3 separate regions of the Mus musculus genome follow, and all the other regions are linked to region 1. Evidence: chromatin contacts called from public Hi-C and promoter capture Hi-C data. All regions are on one chromosome and are shown on one strand. Each heading gives the region's core, a stretch centred on a gene start, on an enhancer-like site or on the middle of the called end of the contact. The rest is flanking DNA. Distances are from core to core; before and after follow the strand shown. Region 1 holds the start of Cd247 (CD247 antigen). Region 2 holds the start of Tmco1 (transmembrane and coiled-coil domains 1). Region 3 overlaps Uck2 (uridine-cytidine kinase 2).

Region 1 (2,709 bases), core at 149-2,648:
GTATATGTGTGTGTGGTATATGTGTGTGTGGTATATGTATGTGTGTATGGTGCATGTATGTATGTGTGGTGTGTATGTGTATGTATATATGTGTATATGGTGTATGTATGTGTGTGGTGTGTGTATGTATATGTGCTATGTACATGTATGTATGTTATGTGTGTGGTATATGTGTGTATGGTGTATGTATGTGTGAGGTATATTTGTGTATGGTGTGTGTATGTGTATGTATTTGTGGTATGTATGTGTATAGTATATGTGTGTATGATGTGTGTGTATGTATGTGTGGTATATATGTGTATGTATGCCATGTGTGTGGTATATGTGTGTATGGTGTATGTATGTGTGTGGTTTATGTGTGTGCGTGTGTGTGTGTGTGTGTGTGTGTGTGTGTGTGTAGCTCAGAGGACATCTTACAAGAATGGCTTCCCATCTACCATGTGGGCTCTGAAGATGGAATTCAGACTGTCAGGCTTGGCAGAAACTACCTGAACCAGCTCTCTGCCTCCAGATTTGATAATATTGTCTTTCCATTTAGAAGGCTGGTAGACTGAAAAGTAACTGTGGACTTCTTGACTTTCTTTTTTAAATCAAAGAAACCAGAGGCACCCTCCCATCCACATGATCCTTTCCGGGTCTCTGTCCCGTCTCAAAGCTTGTGTACACTCACCTACAACTCTCCGTTATGCTTATTTCTCAGTTTTATTTTTTATTTTGTTTTGAGGCAGTCTTGCTACACAGCTCAAGTTGGCCAGGTATTCACTGTTAGTCCAGTGTGACCTCAAACTCACACTCCTCCTGCCTTTGCCACATGAGTGATACGATTTACAGGCAGGCAATCTAGGCCTGACTTTTATCGTTTTCTTACTGTAAATGACCCCAAGGGTGAAAAGTTGACAATTAGAGGAAGCATGTGACCTCGGTTTGGTGGCACATACTGTAATCTTGACCTGTGGAAAGCTGAGGAGGGAAAATTGTGAGTTCAAGACCAGCCTGGATTAAATAGTGAGATTTGTCTCAGGGAAAAGAATTTTGAAAACAATGTAAGCTATAGTATTTCACACTATTTATGGTCTGAATTGAGGCCAAGTTCAGAACTATACCTCAAATATCCTCCTTTCTTTGTGCTTCAGATAAAGAAGCTGACGTCTGGAGATGCTTCAAGGCCACACAGCAACTTAGATATATGCCTAGGGTCTGACTTCAGCAATTGAGAGTCACGTACAAATTAGTAAAGAATTAAAATAATAAAAAAGTACATTAAACTACAGTCAAATTGAAGAAAAAGCAAAATTCAGACGGATGCACATTCTTACACCCCAAACCTCCAAACCTTCAGAACTTCCTGCCTATGAATCGAGAGGGGGAGTGAGAGGGTGTCTTGCTGGCAGGTGCTGTCTCAAAGGCCCACAGTCCTCCACTTCCTGGGGTGTCAGCCACAGAACAAAGCCAGCAGAGACTCCATCAGCGCCTCCTTTTCTCCTCATCCTCCCAGGCATAGCTGCCTCTGCCTCTGCCTCTGGGTACCATCCCAGGGAAGCAGAAGATGAAGTGGAAAGTGTCTGTTCTCGCCTGCATCCTCCACGTGCGGTTCCCAGGAGCAGGTAAGGGCTCTGTTTCCCGCGGCTCGACCCTTTTAGAGCCTCTCCGTGTGTCTGAGGGGCAGCGGAGGGGTGCCAAGGACCTGGTGCTTCTTTTAAAGCTTGTCTTCCCAAAGTCAACGGGCAGAGTGGGCAGCGGCAGTGTGGGCTTGGGTCCCACCCAGGCGTCTGCTCTGTGACAGCCAAGCTGGTTATCGGTTGGGGGCCAGCTGTTTGAAAACACAGTTGTAGATTGTCTAATGATAAAGGCAAAAGAAAAAGACTGTGGAGGGAAAGGGCAAGGAGAAACGCAGCGAGTCAGCAACTGAGACAGCTCTGCGCGGACGGGAGAAGCGGCACAGGATCCGAAACACCAGCCAGCTAGGCCTCGCTCCTCTACTCTGGTTTCCAGATATCATGACTCCTTCCGCCCCTCTCTGGTTGGCATTGCCGCTCAGCCCCGTTCTTTCCTCCTTTGCCAATAAAGGACATTGCCATGGTCAGTCAGAAAGGGTCATGGCCTGTGACCCTGAGTATCCTGAAACATCTGGTAGAGGCCGAGCCCCTACAAGAGAACTTGAGGCAGGGAGGGAGGGAGGCGTACGGAGTAGGCATCCATATTTGCAGCCTTTTGCAAGGCGCATTGCCACCTTCTGGCCCAGAGCATTTAAGTCTAAGCTCACCCTGTCAAGGCTGTCCCCCACATCACAGCCACCAGCTACCCTATGACATACTGATTCTCTGTGATATACTCACATGGCTCTCTATCTGAGCCAAGCAGCCAGAGACACGGACAGAAATGCTAGCAACAGGTTGAAGAATATGTGTTAATACGTGACCATCACGAGTCACAACCAGCCCAGAAGACAACTTGCGCCAGAGCCCACTGCATCCCTCCAATGCCTGGCATTTGGCATGCGGTAGCCTTAGTGTGCTTCCTAGTTCAGCAGTCGGGGTGGAAGCGAGGGAACAGAAGACAAAAGACACCACTCACAAGATTGGTGTCATGGCCGTTTTACAAGAAATGGGACAATCTGTATTTGAATCTAGAAAGACAAGGATGGTAGCTGTAAGGGGTACCCTTCCTCCAATTTAGAGCTCTCCTGAGGGTGACAGTTTGTCGGGTGAC
Region 2 (2,709 bases), core at 147-2,646, 1.5 Mb after region 1:
AACTCAGAAATCCACCTGCCTCTGCCTCCCAAGTGCTGGGATTAAAGGCGTGCACCACCACCGCCTGGCTTCTGAAGCTTTTCTGAATCCTCCGTGAAGAATCGGTCTTGCGCTCTCAACACTTTAGCTATAATTCTATCTTACTATGGCGTACAATTTCCCTGGGGAATTTTGGAACCAAGGAATCTTATCTTGCTCCATCTTACAGGGCCCAGTACTGTTCCTGACATATATTTAATGTCTATTAAAGACGTATATTTATAGTTATATCTTTATTTAATAGACATATATTTAATATCTATTAAAGGAGTCCTGGATAAATATAAGGCAAGAGAAACTAAAAAGGTAATGCTACAGAAGATTTATAAATTGTGTGCAGTGAAATTTGGAAGAACAATGACAGAAAATGGAAGTCAAACTGGGCATGGTGGCACAGTTATGGAAAGCTAGGACAGGGGGGTCTCTTGAGTGCTCCAGGTCAACCAGGGCTCCATAGTGCAACCCTGTCTCAAAAAAACACAAGGACGCACAAAGGAAGACTTCTGAGTTTTCTTGAGGAAAAAGAGCAGATCTGAGAATTGGGAGGAATCGAGTGCTCTTATATCAAGGCCTTCCCGTCATTTTCTCGCCCCGCTTGCACACGGTAATTTACAGTCCATCACGGAGGACATCTGAGTGTATGAGGCTCTCTCAAGACATCCTACTTTTACACACCACACCTTTTTCTATCCCCGTGTCCGTCCCCCCCCAACCCCCCGGCTGTTTTTTTTTTTCTTTCTTTCTTTTTTTTTTCGAGACAGGGTTTCTCTGTATAGCCCTGGCTGTCCTGGAACTCACTCTGTAGACCAGGCTGGCCTCGAACTCAGAAATCGGCCTGCCTCTGCCTCCCAAGTGCTGGGATTAAAGGCGTGCGCCACCACCGCCCAGCCCCCAAAACACTTCTAACTCAAATTCAACGTTTTCACTTCTTCCCCTTCGACTGCGCCACCGTTCCTTCCAATAAAAGCCCGGCCGCAGCAAGCGAGTTGTGCAGCCCTTCTCCTCCAACGGCGTCCCCGGCATCATAAAGGCTGGTTTAACCAGCGCCCGAGGACTCCTCGACTCGGCTCGCCCAGCCCAGGACCGGGGCGAGCCCCCAGACCCTGACGCTCCGCACGCGGTGGCCTAACTTTTCGGCCACGGAGGCGGGGATGCGGGTGAAGTCCAGCCACCGTGTGACAGGGTTCTAGTGTGAGGTAGGCGATCGGGCTCGGAGAGCAGGTAACGCACTGCCGAGGTCGCAACGCCGCCGCCACCACACCGCCATCCTCCGACCGACCTGGCTTTCCAACTCTCGCGAGACCGGGCCTGGCGCGCGCCTTCGGCCCCCGAGACTTGCGCGTTGCCGCTCTCTCCCGACTATGGCGGCCAGACGGCGGGAGTGAAGCCTGTAGTTCCGGGTCGGCGCCCCGGAAGCGGAAGTGTAGACTCGGGGCTGTCAAAGTTGTAGCGCTCCTCGAGGGTCGGTCCCGCCACGTCTCTTCCCGGTCTCTCTGGCTCTGGAGTGCTTTCCCCCCGCGGAGGGTGGGAGCGCGGGGACAGACGGGCGAGATGAGCACCATGTTTGCAGACACGCTGCTCATCGTCTTTATCTCCGTGTGCACCGCGCTGCTCGCCGAGGGTGAGGGCGGCTGTTTCCTTGGACGTTTGATTAATCCCAGGGTGGAAGGGCACTGGGGTCCCTCGCACCCCATGAGCAAAGATCGGGAGCCTCACTCCCTGCGGCCTGCGTGGTCCGTTGCAAGAAATCCCGGGCTCATCCCCCTATAGAAGCAGGAGAGTAGTGTGGAGTCATACGTCCTGATTTTCTTTACGTATTTGTGGATACACTGAAAAAAACAAAACAAAACATGGGTTGATCTGACTTTGAAAAAAGTTACTGATAAGTATAGAGCAAAATGTCGAAATCCTTTTGTCTCCAATACTAACAATTAAAGATGGTTTGTTGTGATTTCCATTTATTTCTCATTAGCATGTTGCTTTTACTGTTTAGGCATAACCTGGGTCCTGGTTTACAGGACAGACAAATACAAGAGATTGAAGGCAGAAGTGGAAAAACAAAGTAAAAAATGTGAGTATGGTAAGACGGTGGACGGTTCAACACGGGAAGTTCAATGGGTGCATGTTCACAGTAACTAAGAGAGGAGTATACCAAGAATACTACAAGCCAGTGTTCCTTGTTAGGGCAACTGAAATCTCAACACTCAGGAGATGGACATGATTGTGAGTTCGCAGCTAGTGTGGGCTACATAGGGAGATTCATGTTACAAACAAAACCATACTCTAACTTGGTAAAGATAGAAATCAAAGACCTTTGTGCAGCATCTTTAATAAAGCTAAAAGGAATCTGGGTGTGGTAGAGCTCCAGATAGGGCAGGCCTGGTCTACATAGTGCATTCCAGGCTGGATCTACTTCCTGTCGAGACCTTGCCTAAAACGGGGGGGGGGGGGGGGGGGGCGGGGAGCTAAAGGGGAAAGGGGTCATGGCAGACACACACACACACACACACAGAGTCTTCATTCTAAAGAAGAGGTCCTGTTCTGTTGTGAGAGACTATGGAAGATCTCATGGTACAGATGGACCCAGTGCCTTGTGGATTAGTTAGAATGTAGATAGAAGATAAAAGAGGGAGAGGAAATTCTAGGGAAAGGAAAAATCACGTAAACATG
Region 3 (2,709 bases), core at 155-2,654, 1.5 Mb after region 1:
TTTAAAGATCACTCCCGCAGCAATGTGGAGAATGTTCTGGAGGGGGTCCAGGCTGCTGGCTGGGAAGCCAGCCACTGGAGAGTCATGCTGTCTGGAAATGATGGAAGCCTGGCTAAGATTCCAAGAGAGATTCACAAGTGGAACGGAGGGGATGGGCAGCCTGGATGGACAGACTGACGGGGGGGGGGGGTGGGGGTGACAGCAGCAAGGTGTCTCTCCCGAGTAGCTGAAGGGAAGGTTGCAGGTGGGACTGGCAGGATTCCAGGTCTCACACACTGAGTGGAAATGCAGGGTGACAGCTGAGGACACGGGAAGGGGGCTCGGGACAAGTGATGACTGAGCAGACTCCAGAAGGGAGACGCGCAGTGAGCCAAGGAGCTTCAGAGGCGGGACCCAAGCCCAAGAAGAAAGAATACACAAAGCAACCGAGAGAACAATGGGAGGCAGGAAGCCAGCAGCAGCCTGAGGGCGGAGGTTGGGGCTGGGGTGGGGGTGCACAGTAGACCGGTGGTTCTCGATCAGTGGGTCTCGACCCCCCTGGGGGAGGTAGGGTGACTATTTCACAGGGGCTGACTATCAGATATCCTGCTTAACAGATATTTACACTACAACTCATAACAGTAGCAACAAACATAGTTTTAAGGTTGCGAGTCACCCCAACACCACCACAGTTTGCAGCACTGGGAAGGTTATGGGCCACTGCAGTAGACGCGTCCTAGAGGAAACAGCACAGTCACGTGATGCAGAAAGGTGAGCTCGGCAAGCAATGGCTTCACAGGATCCAGAGACTGGGGGGGAGGGGTGGCAGGGGAGGGTGATTACACTTAAATCCCGCAAGGAAGACTTCCCCATTAAACTCTCTCCAGCTCCTCTTGATCTGCCCAGAGCTTACTCACGTGGCACTCTCTGACACCTCAGAGATCCCCAGCGCACAGTCAACCTTCACATCACATTACCAACTGAGGAGTGCCTGGCTGAGAATGGAAGCGCCCTCTTCCTTCAGGAGTAAGACATAGTCAATGGTTCGGGGGTCATTACGGTTTGTGTTGTATGTATCAGGGTCTTGCTATATATTCCAAAGTATATCCCCCAATTAAGCCTGGCAGTGGTGGCACATGCCTTTGATCCCAGCTCTCCAAAGGGAGAGGCAGGAGGATTGAGCCAGGGCTATACAAAGGAACCCTGTCTGGGTGGAGAGGGAGGTATTCCCCAATAAAACAAATAAGTACTGGGAATATGTTTAACAATAGACTGATCAGAGAGGCTGTTCTGGCAGCACACACACTGTAGAACATGAAGGCAGGTAACAGGAGGGCGATTGTTCCCGGTTTAGACACCACTGTGTATACACTGGGGCCGGTGTTCTCACAAGCCAGACCTTATCTCCTTTTCACAGATGTAGGGATGAGGTCAAAAGAACCAGATTAAAAACAGGCCAAGACAGGCCAGGAACTGGAGCCTGACAGAGTACAAGGCCTATGTTCCCTGTCCCCAACTCACCTGAAAACACTTTTGCCACAAGCCTGCGAGGTCTCCACCCTAACTGGGCACAGTGACCGATGCCATAAAAGCTTCCATTGGATTACAATGGAAGACCTCAAATCTCACAGTGAACACAATCCCCTGGAAGGCCTGGTGGTGTCCTCAGTGCGGGTGCATCCATCTGGGGAAACAAAGGGTCAACCCAGCTGCAGTGCTCTGGGGACTGGGGACAGCAGACCAGGAAGGTCCTGCGGCTTGCTCTTCCTCCAGAATGGTGTTCATGCCTCCCTCATTCAAATAGGGCGTATTGCTCCATAATGTTCTGCTCTCAAATGTTGGCTTTCCCCACAGAAGCGACAGAGTAGGGGAAATGCAGTCGGTGGCTAATCAAAACACCATGTTTGACCTCCAGAGATCAATAAGTCGTGAGAGCTATGGCACAGCTCCAGGACCAGTCTCCAAAATGGGACTTCCTCAGACAACCAAATATGGAACACATAAGCGTCGTGGGCTCTCTCCTGAGACAGAACGGCCACACTGCTTCTGTGTGATGCTGCCCCCAGCACACCTAGCAGAAATGGGCTTGTGAAGCCCCCACACATGCTGCAGGCCACATGCAGCCCCCAGTTCCAACCCTGAGCTCTGAGTCCTAGTCAGAAGTAGGCATTACCAATAGGATCACAAGTCCATTTGTGTGGGGAGAAGGGTTGTTGGGACTGGATCTATTATGTAGCCCTGGGTGTCCCGGTACTCACTAGGTAGACCAGGCTGGCCCAAAGTCACAGAGATACCTGCTTCTTTCTGCCTCCTTATTGATGGGATTAAAGGTGTGCTCCACTAAAACTGGTAATATTTTATCTTCTAAGTTTAGTGTGTTGCTAGGCAATCAGGCATGCCTTCACTAGATCAGAGACTTTAAAAACACACTTTATAAAGCTGTGTGTCATTTTGTATGGCCTCCTTTGGATGATTACCATATTTATATGTATTATAATGATACATAATTATGTGTATTATAAACTTCTATAAGATCCTACTAAACACTGCTACTTAAAGTGTCCCTTTTTGATGAACGGAGCACAAAGCCTGTGTAAACTGTGAAACATGTATAATGTGCTTTCCATCCTATTAGATGTGCGACAGTGGGGCTGGATGGCTCAGTGGTTAAGAACGCTTATTGCACGGGGCGTTGTGGCGCACGCCTTTGATCCCAGCACTCGGGAGGCA

Evidence for each region. Promoter capture Hi-C pulls out the DNA fragments that hold promoters and counts their contacts. A called contact is a pair of places that touch in the nucleus more often than the background predicts.
Region 2: a promoter capture Hi-C map of stem cell-derived epiblast-like cells shows a contact between it and region 1, with 3 times the contacts expected there. The contact joins the promoter of Tmco1 here to the promoter of Cd247 in region 1. A contact is called at or near these places in 2 of 39 promoter capture datasets (embryonic stem cells and stem cell-derived epiblast-like cells), 1 of 484 Hi-C or Micro-C datasets (B cells) and 1 of 115 datasets of contacts at active chromatin or transcription factors (extraembryonic endoderm stem cells).
Region 3: a contact with region 1 is called in a Hi-C map of Th1 cells, with 4 times the contacts expected there. The contact joins the enhancer-like site here to the promoter of Cd247 in region 1. A contact is called at or near these places in 1 of 39 promoter capture datasets (hippocampal neurons), 2 of 484 Hi-C or Micro-C datasets (the G1E-ER4 cell line and Th1 cells) and 1 of 115 datasets of contacts at active chromatin or transcription factors (embryonic stem cells).

Annotation. Positions count from the first base shown.
Region 1 is chr1:165,787,283-165,789,991 of GRCm38.p6, forward strand. Cd247 (CD247 antigen) reads left to right here and starts at 1,399. Exons shown (of 8, transcript NM_001113391.2): 1 at 1,399-1,604. The coding sequence starts at 1,547.
Region 2 is chr1:167,307,274-167,309,982 of GRCm38.p6, forward strand. It overlaps Tmco1 (transmembrane and coiled-coil domains 1), which reads left to right and starts at 1,397. Exons shown (of 7, transcript NM_001039483.1): 1 at 1,397-1,660; 2 at 2,033-2,110. The coding sequence starts at 1,591.
Region 3 is chr1:167,270,162-167,272,870 of GRCm38.p6, forward strand. The region is part of intron 1 of Uck2 (uridine-cytidine kinase 2); the gene reads right to left. Among named protein-coding and RNA genes, the nearest start is that of Gm46170, 4.7 kb to the left of the region's middle. Within about 2 kb of position 1,405, at least 256 of the 459 cell types and tissues checked have an H3K27ac peak or open chromatin away from gene starts, as enhancers often do. A contact at or near this core is called in the G1E-ER4 cell line, Th1 cells, embryonic stem cells and 1 more, where this site is marked.